2 separate regions of the Oryctolagus cuniculus genome follow, and region 1 is linked to region 2. A link is a contact called in public Hi-C data. All regions are on one chromosome and are shown on one strand. Each heading gives the region's core, a stretch centred on a gene start, on an enhancer-like site or on the middle of the called end of the contact. The rest is flanking DNA. Distances are from core to core; before and after follow the strand shown.

The links. A called contact is a pair of places that touch in the nucleus more often than the background predicts.
Region 1: a contact with region 2 is called in a Hi-C map of psoas muscle, with 7 times the contacts expected there. The contact joins the enhancer-like site here to the promoter of FAM78B in region 2. A contact is called at or near these places in 5 of 6 Hi-C or Micro-C datasets (ear pinna, embryonic fibroblasts, psoas muscle and 2 more).

Annotation. Positions count from the first base shown.
Region 1 is chr7:32,678,674-32,682,044 of mOryCun1.1, forward strand. No RefSeq gene overlaps it. Among named protein-coding and RNA genes, the nearest start is that of UCK2, 99 kb to the right of the region's middle. Within about 2 kb of position 1,573, at least 1 of the 8 cell types and tissues checked has an H3K27ac peak or open chromatin away from gene starts, as enhancers often do.
Region 2 is chr7:32,451,606-32,454,636 of mOryCun1.1, forward strand. It overlaps FAM78B (family with sequence similarity 78 member B), which reads left to right and starts at 1,597. Exons shown (of 3, transcript XM_002715822.5): 1 at 1,597-1,930. The coding sequence starts at 1,668. LOC127493725 (a long non-coding RNA gene) reads right to left here and starts at 2,011. Exons shown (of 4, transcript XR_011390326.1): 1 at 1,862-2,011; 2 at 1-67.

The sequences.
Region 1 (3,371 bases), core at 323-2,822, 230 kb after region 2:
GGAATCCAGTGCGGGAGTGTCCTCACCTGCTCAACAGGCATGCACTCTGCAGAGGTCAGAGAGGTTTCCCACACCCCATCTCTAGGAAAGTACTATTGAATGACATACCCTTATGGATGCAATGAATCAGTATCCCTGGGCAGTCTTCTTGTTTGGATTTTTTTGTTTGTTTGTTTGTTTTTTTACAGGCAGAGTGAACAGTGAGAGAGAGACAGAGAGAAAGGTCTTCCTTTGCCGTTGGTTCACCTTCCAATGGCCGCCGTGGCTGGCGCGCTGCAGCCAGCGCACCACGCTGATCCGAAGGCAGGAGCCAGGTGCTTCTCCTGGTCTCCCATGGGGTGCAGGGCCCAAGCACTTGGGCCATCTCCACTGCACTCCCGGGCCATAGCAGAGAGCTGGCCTGGAAGAGGGGCAACCAGGACAAAATCCGGCGCCCCGACCGGGACTAGAACCCGGTGTGCCAGCGCCGCTAGGCGGAGGATTAGCCTATTGAGCTGCGGTGCCGGCCCTTGTTTGGATTTAACCACACTCTCCAAGTGAATGGTTTCAATTTGTGAGATGTGTGAAGACTACGAGAAGACTCACCCCCTGCTCTCCTATCCCAGCCTCTGGTCTGTGTACCAGGACAACAAAAGGAAACAGACAGGAGACTCACAAAGGAGCACTCTGGAGCACTCCCTGGATGCCCCCTGCTGCTCCCTATCCCCCCCCTCCCCCCAGTCACAGCTCGTCCAGCTCTCTGCACAGAAGCCCCTGGTGCAGGCCCCTGCTGACCACTCTGCTCCCAGCAAATCTCACTTTTCCCTGCATCCTTTCCCAGGACAAGTTCAAGCCCACACTTCTGAGGCCACACCCTCCTGCTTCTACTCTCCTGAGCTGAGAACACTGGGTGGGAAAGGCTTAATGATTGCTTCTCTCTGAAGCAATACCCCTCCCCTAAAAAGCCACTGCAGGATCAGGGGACAGCCACGGGACAGAGGCTCAAGCCAAGCCGCAGAGCTCGAAACCTGTCTGTTGGGAAAATGCCTATAAAACGCAGATATGAATGATGATGTTCTGGGTGGGGATATTATAGGGGAACAAGAAGGCAAGGCTAGGGGCCATGGTAATCATTGCCTGCTAAGGTGGACAGTGGCTTCCATGGAGTACCTTAGAGACCCTGTAAGGATACCCAGGATCCACAGAGCCTAGGAGGACAGAACTTGGTCTTTGAGACGGCATGTCATAGCAGAGGCTACAGCACCAGGTAAGGGCATGCATAGGGGTTTAAGCTTTGCAGTCAGGAAAACACAGGGTCACATTTCAGCTTCTCCAGGTATTGCTGACTTGGTGCAATTTACTTAACTTATCCTAAACCTCAACTCCCTTTATGGAAAAAGGGGCAATATACTCTACCTCTCGGGATTCTAATGAGCTTTAAAACAAAACAATGCATTTCAAGACAGGCACACTGGGGAGACTGGCTAGCTAAACAGTTGATGAATGAAATGAAGGGGAGAAGTTGCGATTCTGCCCCCTGGTGGAGTTTTGAAGCCTCGCACAGGGGAGAATGAAATGGTGTAATTACAGGACTTGTGGCCAACACACAGAGTCTAACTCTGCCAGATCCTCCAAGCTGCTGCAGGGGAAGCCATGCATTAGTCCCTCTGCCTGTGCGCTCACACCCACACGCAAACAAAAGAAACATCTCCAGATCTGAGTGTGTTCAGAGCTGCATTCGAGATCTGTCATCAAATTATTAGCAAACTGGATGGTGTTGTTGTGGACTGCAGGATCCTTGCTGAAAAAAAAAAAATCTCTAATGTGAAAACAGCAGTCAAAGCACAGATTACAACCCTCCAAGAGGAATTGCTCTTCTAAAACAGCCTCTCCTCCAGAGCCCACACCATCAGCCTCTGCACACACCCCACCCACACACACACACACACTCACATACACACACACACACACTCTCACATACACACCAAAGATGCCTGCATGGAGCTCTCGCCTTAACCAAAGTTTTTTAAACATTGGTTGTGATCAAATCAATAAACAGACTGGGTTTTTTTTTAAGATTTATTTATTTATTTATTTGAAAAGCAGGGTTACAGAGAGGCAGAGAGAGCGAGAGCGAGAGAGAGAGAGGTCTTCCATCTGCTGGTTCACTCCCCAGATGGCCGCAATGGCTGGAGTTGTGCCCATACAAAGCCAGGGGCCTTCTTCCAGGTCTCCCATGCAGGTGCAAGTGCCTAAGCACTTGGACCATCTTCTACTGTTTTCCCAGGCCACAGCAGAGAGCTGGATCGGAAGTGGAGCAGCCTGGACTAGAATTGGCACCCATATGGGATGATGGTGCTTCGGGGAGTGACTTAACCTGCTACGCCACAGTGCCAACCCCCAGACCGTTTTTAAATCGCCTGTGAAGGGATCAAGTTCTGAGGAGCTCATGGGGGTGTTCTTCGGTGCAGCACACGGACAAGCGTGGGGACTCTGCCCTGTCTTCTGGCCTCCTCCCATGGGTCAGAGACTGGCCACTCAGTTCCTTTATCACTGTGGCCCTGGAAATGACATTGGCTTTTCTTCTCAAGGGTGAGAGCACAGCCTGATTCCATCCTACATCCGCTCTCCCTCAAAGTCTGGGGCAGGGAGCTCCTCTCCCCAGGCTGGGGCAGGTCCCACCCACAGGATCACCCCTCTCCGATGCCTGGTTGAATCAACTCCTGGCGAGGGCCAGCCCAGTGCTTTTATGACACGGCTGTCCTGGCTCTGTCTGAACCAGCCTGGCATCTATCAGGCAGCCACAGGGCTCTGCCTGCAGCAATGTTTACATTCTTACCAAGTCTGTAAATGCCCACAGCAGGCCCAGCCCTCCCAAGCACTGGAGATTGCAGAAATTCCTATCAACAAGCGTTGTCATGCGTCATAAATATATAGCACTTACAAACTCTCAAAGCATTGGGGCATTGCTTCACTTAAGGTTGGCACAAGCCTGTGAAGAGGTAAGGACGTGGCATTACCATCCCTAAATACAGGGATTAAGGATGAGAGGGTGGTTAATCCAGGGTCATGCAACCAGCCAACTGCAAAGCTACGCCTGGGGACGGCTAGTAGTGGCAGGGAGTGAGAAGACGTATGCATAAGCAACCACTGCACAATGAGGTTGGGTGAGACTGCAGAGTGGGCGACTCAGGCCCTATACATTTCCCTTACAGACTGGCCAACCTGAGCCCACAGAGCAGACGTCACAGCTGCCCCTTGCTGTGAGACACCCCCAGGTCTGGGAGTTGGAACTGCACCTGCTTGTGCGTACTCTGTTCTGCTTTGTATGAGACTTCTGTCCACACATGAGTGGCCCTGCGCTGTGTATGAGTCCTTGAGGGCAGACAGGT
Region 2 (3,031 bases), core at 347-2,846:
CTTTGTTCATTGATTGGTTCTCAGATAACCTGGGGCCGCTGCTATGTGCCAGTCACTGTGCCACCTTCTGGGGAAACAAAGGCAAAATGGATCCCTGAGTCCAGGTTTTCTCTAGGGAAGATGGATTATCACAAATGAGTATCCAGATACTACTTAACCCTGCCTGGTTCTGATAATGACCCCAGGCTCCCCTTGTACCCAGCAGGCCTCGGGTAGCCTCAGCAGGGCCGCTAAAGCTTTTAACCCAGCTAGATGGTCATGCTGGACACAGCCTGCTTCGGGGTGCAGGGACACCCAGACGCAGTCCACGGTAAGCCTACCACCGCCCAGAATCTCTACTGTGGAGTGCTTTGTTCAAAGGCGCGACCCCTAGGGAAGAAAAGATTGGGGTGAGCCGAACTCTTACTTGAACCCATACGCAGGCATGCTGTAGACTGGTGTAGAGGCACGGAGCGATTCTTCGGGTGCCCCTTTCTAAGCACCGCGGTGGGAAAGAAGTAAAACCACGGCATCCACTGCCCCTTGCGGAGCCCGCACTTCAGCCCTCCGCGAGGGTGGACACTGGGGGACTGGGGAGGGGGCTCAAGCCTAACTCTAATGTCCCCAACTGTGCGGTGGACGACGGCCACGCCCACAGAAACCCCAACCCCTCAGCTGCCCCACACGCGCCCAGGGGCCCTGCAGGGCGCTCAGCTTCCCACCGGACTCTGGACAGCGCCGCGCCCTCCGAGGCGGCGTTCACCACCCCTCGCCGGGCCCGCGCCCCGCCCCGGCCCCACGTGCCGGCCCCACCCCGGGCGCTGGCGGCCCTTTAAACACCCCCACCCTCACACACTGCCCCCCCCACCCGGACGGCAGCCGGAGAGGGACAAAACTCATGGCGTACAGCCAGTCTCCTCCGCGGAGCACGTCAGGGGCAGCCCCAGCCCGTGGGGCTCTCCAGCCCCGGCCGCAGCCCCCCGGCGACCCGCAGGCTCCGGCTGCCGGCCGGAGGGGCGAAGGCGCAGTCCAGCAGCAGGGCGGGGCCGGCGGGAGCGCGGGGCCGGCCGCCGCCGCCGCCGTTGCCTCCGCCTGCCGCGCGGGCCGCCCGCTCGCCCGCCGCTGGGTGCGCTGCACACGGGGGGCAGCCGCGGTGCAGAGGTTCATGCAGCAGCGGCGGCGGCGGCGGCGGCGGTTGCTGCTGCTGCTGCCGCCGCGGAGGCAGACAAACCGGGCGCTGCTGTCGCCGCCGCCGCCGCCCTCCCCCGGCTCCATGCCGCCGCCTCCTCCTCCTCCTCCTCCTCCTCTCCGGCGAGGGGCGGGGGGCTCCGGCCCGGGGTGGGCAGCACTCCTCGCAGAGCCGCTCCCCTCCCTGCCCTCCGCCTGGGCGCGGGAGCTGGCGAGGGCGCCCGCCGCCTCCTAGGGGCGCACGCTCCGCGCGCCCTGCCCGAGCGAGGGGGCGGGCGTGGGCGGGCGTCGGGGCAGCTGGGACCCGGTGCGGCGGCCAGAGCAGGGGGCTTCCCCGGAGAATGCCCGGCGGCGACTGCTCCCCGCTCCCGGGTGCGAGCTGAGCCGGACCGCGAGCGAGCGAGCGGCGCGGCGCCATGCCGGCCTGACGGGCGCCCCCGGCTGCCCGCGCGGGCCCCCGCGCTGCCCCGCGCCGCGCCGCGCCGGCGCCGGGCGGCAGGATGGGCTGTATCCAAAGCATCACCTGCAAGGCGCGGATCCGGCGCGAGAACATCGTGGTGTACGATGTGTGCGCCACCATCGACCAGTGTCCCACGCGCATCGAGGAGACCTCGCCCATCGTCCTGCGCTACAAGACCCCCTACTTCAAAGCCTCGGCCCGCGTGGTCATGCCCCCCATCCCCCGCCACGAGACCTGGGTGGTGGGCTGGATCCAGGCGTGCAACCAGATGGAGTTCTTCAACACCTACAGCGACCTGGGCATGTAAGTGACCGGCTGCGCTGCGCCCGGTGGGGTCCCGGCCCCCGCCCCGCTCCTTCCCCGCGCGGTCCCCGTCCTCTTTCTAAATCTCCCTCCCGACTCCCCACTCTCCGCCCCCCGCCTCCCTGCGCTTTGTTTCAGTGACAGGGCGGGTGTGGGGAGGCTCCTCATGGGGGCATTTTCTCGTGGTTTGCTTCTGACTTCCCAGACGCGCGAGGAGGACGGTGCGGGGCTGGAGAGGCGGAGGTCGGGGTGACTGGGAGTTTCGGGGCCCGGTCTGGTGTTTGTGGGGCTTCCCGGGAAGAGTTTGGGGGCACTGTAGGGAGGGGAGTGGCGCGCAGTGCCGGGGGCGCATGGGCTGTGCCGCGCGTCCTTTGGAGAAAGCGGAGCAGGCTTGGATGGGAAGGTCCCGGGCGTCCGAACAGGAGTTGGTGGTTCTGCCCTTGCCACCTCTCGGCTGTCGGATTCGAGCCCTAGTGCCTAGGCAGCCTGGAGGTGTTCGTGTCTAGAACAGCAAGCACGGCAGAGCCCTCTGTGCTCCGCGACCTCGGGCCACGGTCTGGGGCGGTGGGCAGCTGAAAGGCACCCGGCGCGTCCGGGCAGAGCAAGGCTGATGGCCTTGTGCGAGTCGCTTCCGGCTAGCGCGGCGCGGGGTGCTCCTGGTGCTCCAGGAAAGAATAGGTCTCTGGCTGTCTAGGGTCTTTACTTTCCGAAACTTTCCTAATTGCGCCACTGGAAGGGATTCTCCGGCGCCCACCACCGAATCCTGCCGGCGAGCTGGGAGCTCTCCAACTTCTTTCAGCAGCGCCGGTTGGTGCGCGCCGGGCTGGGCGGCTGCGGTGGAGACCCAGGATCGCTGCGGCTTCTTCGGCCGCCAGGGGCCGACAGCCGGCCCGGGATCCGCAGGCTACGGGCAGTCTTGTCCCAGACTTTTTAATTTACCATTTCCTAACTCCTTGCCCGCCTCAGTTGGGAACTAGACTCGAGGCAGTTGGCAACTGCAGTGGCTCGCGGGTCTGGGGCCTGCTTTCTGCCTGCTGTTAACAATGTAGATCTAGAACACCCAAATTAGCCTGCAGCCTAGAGGGAAACCCTTTTTTTTTT